2 separate regions of the Anser cygnoides genome follow, and region 2 is linked to region 1. Evidence: chromatin contacts called from public Hi-C data. All regions are on one chromosome and are shown on one strand. The core of a region is the stretch at or near the end of the contact, and the rest is flanking DNA. Distances in the headings are between cores, read along the strand shown.

Region 1 (3,437 bases), core at 683-3,182:
CAATATCTACAAAATGTCAGAGGTGCTGAATTTATAGTCCATTCATGTTTATAAAATGCTTACAGGCAGACAGCTGTACTTCATGAGTGTGTTATTATTGTCCCAGCTAGGTCTGCAGAGAAAAAGAACATTTTTTGAAGCACACAAGTAGCAGTCTTTATCCCAAATTAAAGTTGGATATCAAGAAAGTAAAAAAGACATTTAACGATCTTCAGTTGTGAGTGGAGTTTAATTTTTTTCCACGTAGATTCAAAATGACATCATTCTTCTAAGAAGCAAATATGCTCTCATGCTCTTACATAGATGAAATTCCATTATATTTTTTTGTTTCTGATGTATCCACTGATTTCTGCTGGAGGGCTTTGGGGGGCAGTAGGGCCACTTCTTTTCTGTGACACCTGCTTAATCAGAACTGGCTGTAATATATGGGCTGAAATTTGTGTTTGGGTTATCAAGACCATAACAGCTTTAAGGATTCTGGCAACAAGCAGAGTAACAAGTGTCACATTTATCTAGCTTAATTATTTAGTTCTGTGGATAGTTCATTGATGCCATTTCAGCAGTAGGTCATGTAACCATTTCCCCAAAGCTATCTGCACAACAGGAAATCATGAAAGCTTTAGACGTGTGCCAGCTGAAAAATTCCCCACTGAAGTGCTGTGGGGTTTTGCTTTATTTTTGCAGTAGGTGCTTTTCCCTGAGCTCATGTAAGAAGAAACCTCCCAGTCATCATTCCTGGACTGGAACCGGACCAGAAAGGAGAAGCTAGACAATGCAGCAAAGTTGACGTTTTGAAACTACTTCCAGTTATTTAAACAAATCTATTACCTGTTTGAATACCGGGAAGTACTCCAGGACTTCAACAGTTTATAATTTTCTCTTGTCTAGTTCCCCTGGTTTATTTTCCCAGGCCTTGTAGCTGCCATCTTGAAATGTTCTCATTAAGGCAGACAGGTCCCCATTTTCGCTCTGTCTTCAACCCCGCAATATCAGGGCTGGTATGACAGTCCTGCTGTGTTATCCATCCTAAGAGCCTTTTATTCAAGATTCAGGTCTGCGAAATGGGGAAAAAGAAGCTGCAGGGTGGTGGTGAGCAGTGGTAGCCATCCTCACTTTGAGGAGAGGTGATAAAACTTGGCTCTGGAAGTCGGTGACCACAGCAGGAGGTGGCAGGGGCCGAGCTGCCTTGCTGGGACAGGGGAATGTGCAGTGGTTTGAGGGGTCTTGCTCAGGACCTTTAGGAAGGGTGAAGTTGAGCCCTTGTGGATGGGCACATTATTGCTTTGGTTGCAATGGGAAATCGCTGAGACGTGCACTGTTTTAGAAGAAGGATTTAAGAGCAGCTTGATACATACACACAAGTGCTCTGTGGCATAAGCAGCTGTATTCATCTAACAAGTTAAGTTAAATTAAAAAAAAGTGCTGTGCGGTTTGACAACTCTCTTTCCTTTGGGCTAAAAAACAATTTCTTGTTGCACCTTTAATTCCCCTCCTCTCTCAATAAAAAAACGATCCACTTGGCCAGGTGCAATGTCAGAAAGCGGTCCGTGTCAAGCAGCAGCATTGGCCAGTGTCCACGGGACTTTATTAAATAATGGAGTACCACAGCAAAATGTGACACAAGTCCAATGTGACTGACCGCGAATAAATAAAACACCGGTCTTTGACCACAGGGAAAAACTTGAGCTATTTTGCACACAAATCTCTGGCCCAGAGATTCCCTCTGGGGGAAGGGAAATTTTGTTCCTTTAATAATATTAACCAGACCCGTGTCCTAGTCAGCACTGTGCTTGCCATTTTGTCTTTTAGGTGCATTTTTCCTGAAGGAATGATCTTGTACCTGCCCCTGGTACAAGGTAAGGCTTGGGGCAGTAATCCGGCTGCAGAGGTTTTGTCTGCAGCTGAGTGTGGCCAGCAAGGCTTTCCTTCCAGCCCTACTACTGGGGGTTTCTTCTGCTTTGCCTTTTGCTCCTTTGCAGCCTACCCTTCCCGTGCTGGTAGGGCAAAACATCAGAGTCCTGTGTGCTGTCCTCTCCTACCTGTCCGGATTAATAACACAACTTTTGACTCATTTCCCTCCTCAAGTCATTTTACTAGCAATGCATCTCATCTTCTACCAGGTGTGAAAGGCTTTGGCTTTTTTGGTTTTCCTGTTGTTCTTGTTTGTTTGTTTGTTTCTGAAGAAGGAAGAAAGTGTGGATGGGGACAATTGTTTCCAAAGAAGCCAGCTGCTTGGAGTAGCTCTTTGCTGAGATGCCAAGATAGGCATTTTGCAGTAGATTATTCAGCTGCTTAGATGGCTGGGGACAGAGATGTTTCAGTACAGACTCTGATGCGGTTAAGAACCCATCACTTTTAAACATTTGATCTAAGACCTTTAAAGAACGGCTGAGTTGTACTGTCAGAAGTCCTAATCACTACTCTGCCTTCCAGCTCCACTTCAGTCTTATTTCCAGTGTTTTTGTGCCTTTGAATATTCTGTGATTTATGTTCTTGAGTTTGCACTTTGCAGTCACAAGGGAAGTCCCCTATGTGCCTTAAGGGCCCTTTACTATTGCATTTTAGCTTGACATTCCTCACCTCAGCCTGTTCCTTCACTCAGTTTCTGCAAATGAGGAGACGTTCCCACAGAGGAACATCTTCCCCCACAGCACGAACCATGGCTGGGAGAAGGACACCTACCTTTCAGCTTGAACACAGCTCCAGCCAGGTGGTAAAGGCAGGCCAGCACAGTTATTTCCTTTCTATTTCTGTTGCTTATAGCTGGGTCCCACGATATGATGCTATAAGCCCCATCCTGCTCGTGCTTCTGATTTGCTTGCCTGCCCTACTCCTCTCTGTCCCTGCCTTCACGGTCCTTGGAGAACTACAGGCACAATTTGTCAAGATAAATGCAGCCTCTATGGATCTACACTCCTTGATGCCCACCCATACTTATTATTTAGGATGAAATGTCCATAGCACCTAGAAGAGTTGAGAACATTTGGAAAACAGTCTTTACCACATGCTTCTGCCCACATCAGATGCCAAGGGATGTGTGTGGTGTGCAGAAGGATTTAACAGCTTGCCAAATAGATGGAGACCTCACAACATAACCAGAAGCAGTTCCTGGCAATATTAACGTTTGCTTTTCCTCTTTTTTGTTTTGTTTTGTTTTGTTTTGTTTGTTTTGTTTTGTTTTGTTCTGTTTTTAAAACTCCATTCCATTTCCTTTCCAGGCTACGTGGCTGTGGATCTTGATCTTTTCTTTCTGACCAGCCACTGTTGAGCTTATAAAGTTTTGTAGAGGCCACACTGGAAAAGAAAACCTGTTCTGTTTGAAAACCACTTTTATTTGCATTTTCTTTCACATGGTATGTAGAAAATTAGTCAGTCATGTGTGAGGAGAAAAGCTAACATCCCTTGTAACCAAGCAGTTGAATGCTCTATATACCTGG
Region 2 (3,437 bases), core at 499-2,998, 67 kb after region 1:
TCCCGGCTCCGAGCGTCCCCCTGCGGGGCTCCCCTCGGCCCCAAAATCCCCGCACCCCGTTGCGCATCCCGCCCTGGTGCCGCCGCCCCGCCGCGTGCCCCGGGCTGAAAAATGACGTCACGCGGGGATTTGGGAAGGCGGTGACGTCACGAAGAGAGAGCAGCCGAGGGCTGGACCCGGGGGCAGAGCTGAAACGAGAAGGAGCCAGGCTGGAGGGGAAAGGGGCGCGTGGGGGTGGGTTTCCACGCTGGTCCCGGTCCGGCTGGGCTTTCTAAATGGGAAAATTCGCAATTAATCGCAATTAATATTAATTAATAAAGCACAATTATGGGGGGCGGCCGCAGCCCGGCTGGGACGAGGCGGTGTTTGCATCCTCACCCGCCGCTTCCCCAGCTCCTGGAGCGTATTTTTTATTATTTAGGTGAAAACACGGAAAAAAAAAAAAAAAACAAAATTAAATTAAATGGCAAATTCGCGTCGCAGGGCGCTTCGAGACGACGCGTGGTTTCCTATTGAAAACTGCACCCACGAAAAAGCATCTAAAAGTCAAAAAATAAATAAAATAAAAAATAAAAAAATAAAATAAAATAAAAAGTCCTTTCAATCTTCCTTTCCACCGGGCAGGGCGACCCGAGGAACGCTGTTCATGGCCCAGAAGCGAGCCGCCTTTAATCCCACAGGGATCCAACAGGGAACCGGCTCCCCAGGAACCCGCTCGTCCCCCTCCCCGCCCCCTGCCGCGACATCCCCGCAATCACGGCTCGCGATAAAGCCTCGCTGTCGCGACACGTCCCCGCTCCCCCCACCCCTCCAGGCGCCGGCGGAGCAGCCGGCTGCCCCGTGCCACGTCCCCCAGCCGCTCTCGTCGCCTGCCCCGGTCACCTTTGCCTTGCGACCCCCCCAGGAGAAGCCGGGCCCGGGTCCCGGGCTGGATGCGGCCCCGGCGAGCCCGGGCTGAGCTCTGCTGCCAGCCCTGGCCGCGGATGCGTCTTTGTGTGGGGACTGATGATGACAGATACCCAGCTGATAACCCCTGGCGAACCGAGTTATTTTAATTTCCAGTCACTTTCCTGCTAAGTGCCGTATCAGTTTGTACACAGCTGAGATAAGAGGATAGGGCCGGGGGGGGGGGTGGTGGTGTTAAAGGGAGAGGTTGGGGTGGGGGGAAGAAAAAGGGAAGAATGAGAAAGAAACAGCGGAAAAATGCCTACCGCCTGCTGCTGGCTTGGCCACATCCTACGGCCGGCTTTGGCTTCACCTGATGGCTGGGGTAGCTCAAGGAGGAGCCACGTTTTTTTCCTCTCGGATAGCTCCGATTATAAAAATCGGGAGATTTGGGGTCGTTCACCTGATCCCTTACAGCGGGAGCCAGGCGCACATCCTCCGGGGCACAAAAAATCCCTAAGAAAATGTGAATATTTCCCCTAAACGGGGGGGGGGGGGGGGAGGCATTCATTGTGGTTTAAAATAATAATGATCATTTATACGAGCCCAGTCCGCTCACCCCCGGGCAGGGGGCCGCTGCCCCCTTCCCATCGCTGCGGTGCCCCCCCCCACGTCCCCGTGCCGCGTGTCCCCGTCCCCCTCCCCGTCCCCCCCCCCTCCCCTCGACGGGGCGGCCTCCAGGGCGCCCGCCCCCGCCGTGGCCGCGCCGCGGGCCGGCTCGCCGGCGGGCCTGGCACCCCTGCGGAGCTCCGTGTTTGTTTTAGGGCCGGCCGAGCCCAATCAGGGCCGGCTGCCTGCACTTTTCCGGCAGGGCTGCGAGAGGCGCCTCCTCCTCTCTCCTTTTTATACATCGAGCCGCCCGCCGCCGCCGCCGGACTCGCCGCCGCCGCTCGCCCCCCTCGGCACCGGATTTACCTCCCGAGGAACCGGCCCCATGAGGGCCACCGGCAGCAGGTTTGGCCCGGCCCTTCTCGCTTGTCCCCGACTTTCCCCGGCCCCATCTCCCCCTCCCACCCCCCCACCCCCCATCCCACCCCGGGGCCGGCCGCCGAGGGGAGCCGAGCTGCGCCCGGCCGGGGGAGCCCCGGGGAGCCCCGGTGGGCAAACATCCGACGCCGGTGGCTGCAGCCCTTATCTGGCCGGCCCTTATCTATCTGCCCGTTATCTCGCAGGGGGATAGAGAGAGGCGTCCCGTGCCTGTCTGCCGGGGGGGGGGGTGCGTGGGGCCGGGCGCGCTGCGCGGTTCGGGGGGCGGTTATCTCGGCGGGCTGAGGGAGGGGACCCCCACCGGAGGCTTTGCTCGCTGTCACCTCTCGGGGTCCCCTTTCCCTTTCTGCTCCTTCCCCCCCGAAGCGCCGCGGGTGCCCGTGCGCCGGCGGCCCCGGGATGCCAGCGGAGTCCGGCTGGCGGCGGGACGGTGCCGACCCCAGAAGGACCTGCTGGGGATCGGGGCCGTCCCGCTGGCACCGGCTCCTGCCCCGTGCACGGCACCCCCGGCCCCGACCCCATCCCGGCCCCATCCCCGCCGCGCACACGTCGGGGCCCGGCCCCTGCGCATCCCCCGGCTCCCGGGTGCCTTCCCCTCCTCCTCCTCCTCCTCCTTTCCGTGACCTTGGGCTGGAAAGGAGCAAAAGAGCGGGGGCTCCCGGCGGAGAAGCTCCCGTCTCCCTCCGGAGAAGCACCCTTCAAGGGATCGCCCTGCTAATTGTTTTCTCGGTGGAACCGAGTCAAATGACTCATTCATTGAGGCAGCGCTAACAACAACAAGGGCAGCGGCGGCGGCCAAGGCAGGGGACACGTCCCTCTGCACCCCCCCCCCCCCCTTGTCCCCACTCCCTGCTCCCGAGCCCGGTGGGGAAGGGGGGGCAGCGATGGGGCGATGTGAGCCGTGGGGTGCCTGGAGGGTCCCCGCTGAGCCTCGTTGCGGGAGGGAGAGCGGCTGTCCCGCTCGCTAACTTTGTTGTTATTATTTCTCCCCCCTCCCTCCCTACTCTTTTGTGCCCTCCCTCCCCGCCCTGCCCTGCGGACCCCTCTCCCCTCCCCTCCCCTCCCTCCCTCCCTCTCTCCCTCCTCCCCCTGCCCTCCTCCCTTCCCCATCCCCACCCAGCGGCTAGAAGGGGACCTGGATGGCCGTGGCTGAAGGCGGCTGGTGCGTGCTGAAGCGGGGCGCTGCGGACTCCGGCGCTTCCTCCTGCCCCTTCGCGGCCAGCGAGCCGGGCCCGTCTCCTCCTTCGCCTTCCTCCTCCTCCTCCTCCTCCTCCTCCTCCTGCGGCGGCTCCCAGGGCGAGCGCAGCTCCTCCGAGACTCCCGACGGCGGCCCCCGGCCCGCCCCGCCGCTCGCCCCGTCGCTGCCCTCGGGGGTCCCGCAGCCCCCCGGCCCGCCCGGCTGGGAGGACGTCCTGCTGCTGGCGGATTTCGAGCGAGCCACCAAGCTGATCTGGGCCAGCCGCGGCGCCAAGCCCAGCGCCGCCGGCTCCGAGCAGCCCGAGGAG

The links. A called contact is a pair of places that touch in the nucleus more often than the background predicts.
Region 2: a contact with region 1 is called in a Hi-C map of liver, with 9 times the contacts expected there. The contact joins the promoter of GATA6 here to the enhancer-like site in region 1. A contact is called at or near these places in 2 of 7 Hi-C or Micro-C datasets (both in liver).

What each region holds. Positions count from the first base shown.
Region 1 is chr2:113,621,124-113,624,560 of Taihu_goose_T2T_genome, forward strand. No RefSeq gene overlaps it. Among named protein-coding and RNA genes, the nearest start is that of GATA6, 67 kb to the right of the region's middle. Within about 2 kb of position 1,933, at least 1 of the 3 cell types and tissues checked has open chromatin away from gene starts, as enhancers often do. A contact at or near this core is called in liver, where this site is marked.
Region 2 is chr2:113,687,976-113,691,412 of Taihu_goose_T2T_genome, forward strand. It overlaps GATA6 (GATA binding protein 6), which reads left to right and starts at 1,749. Exons shown (of 7, transcript XM_066992850.1): 1 at 1,749-1,899; 2 at 3,053-3,437. The coding sequence starts at 3,072.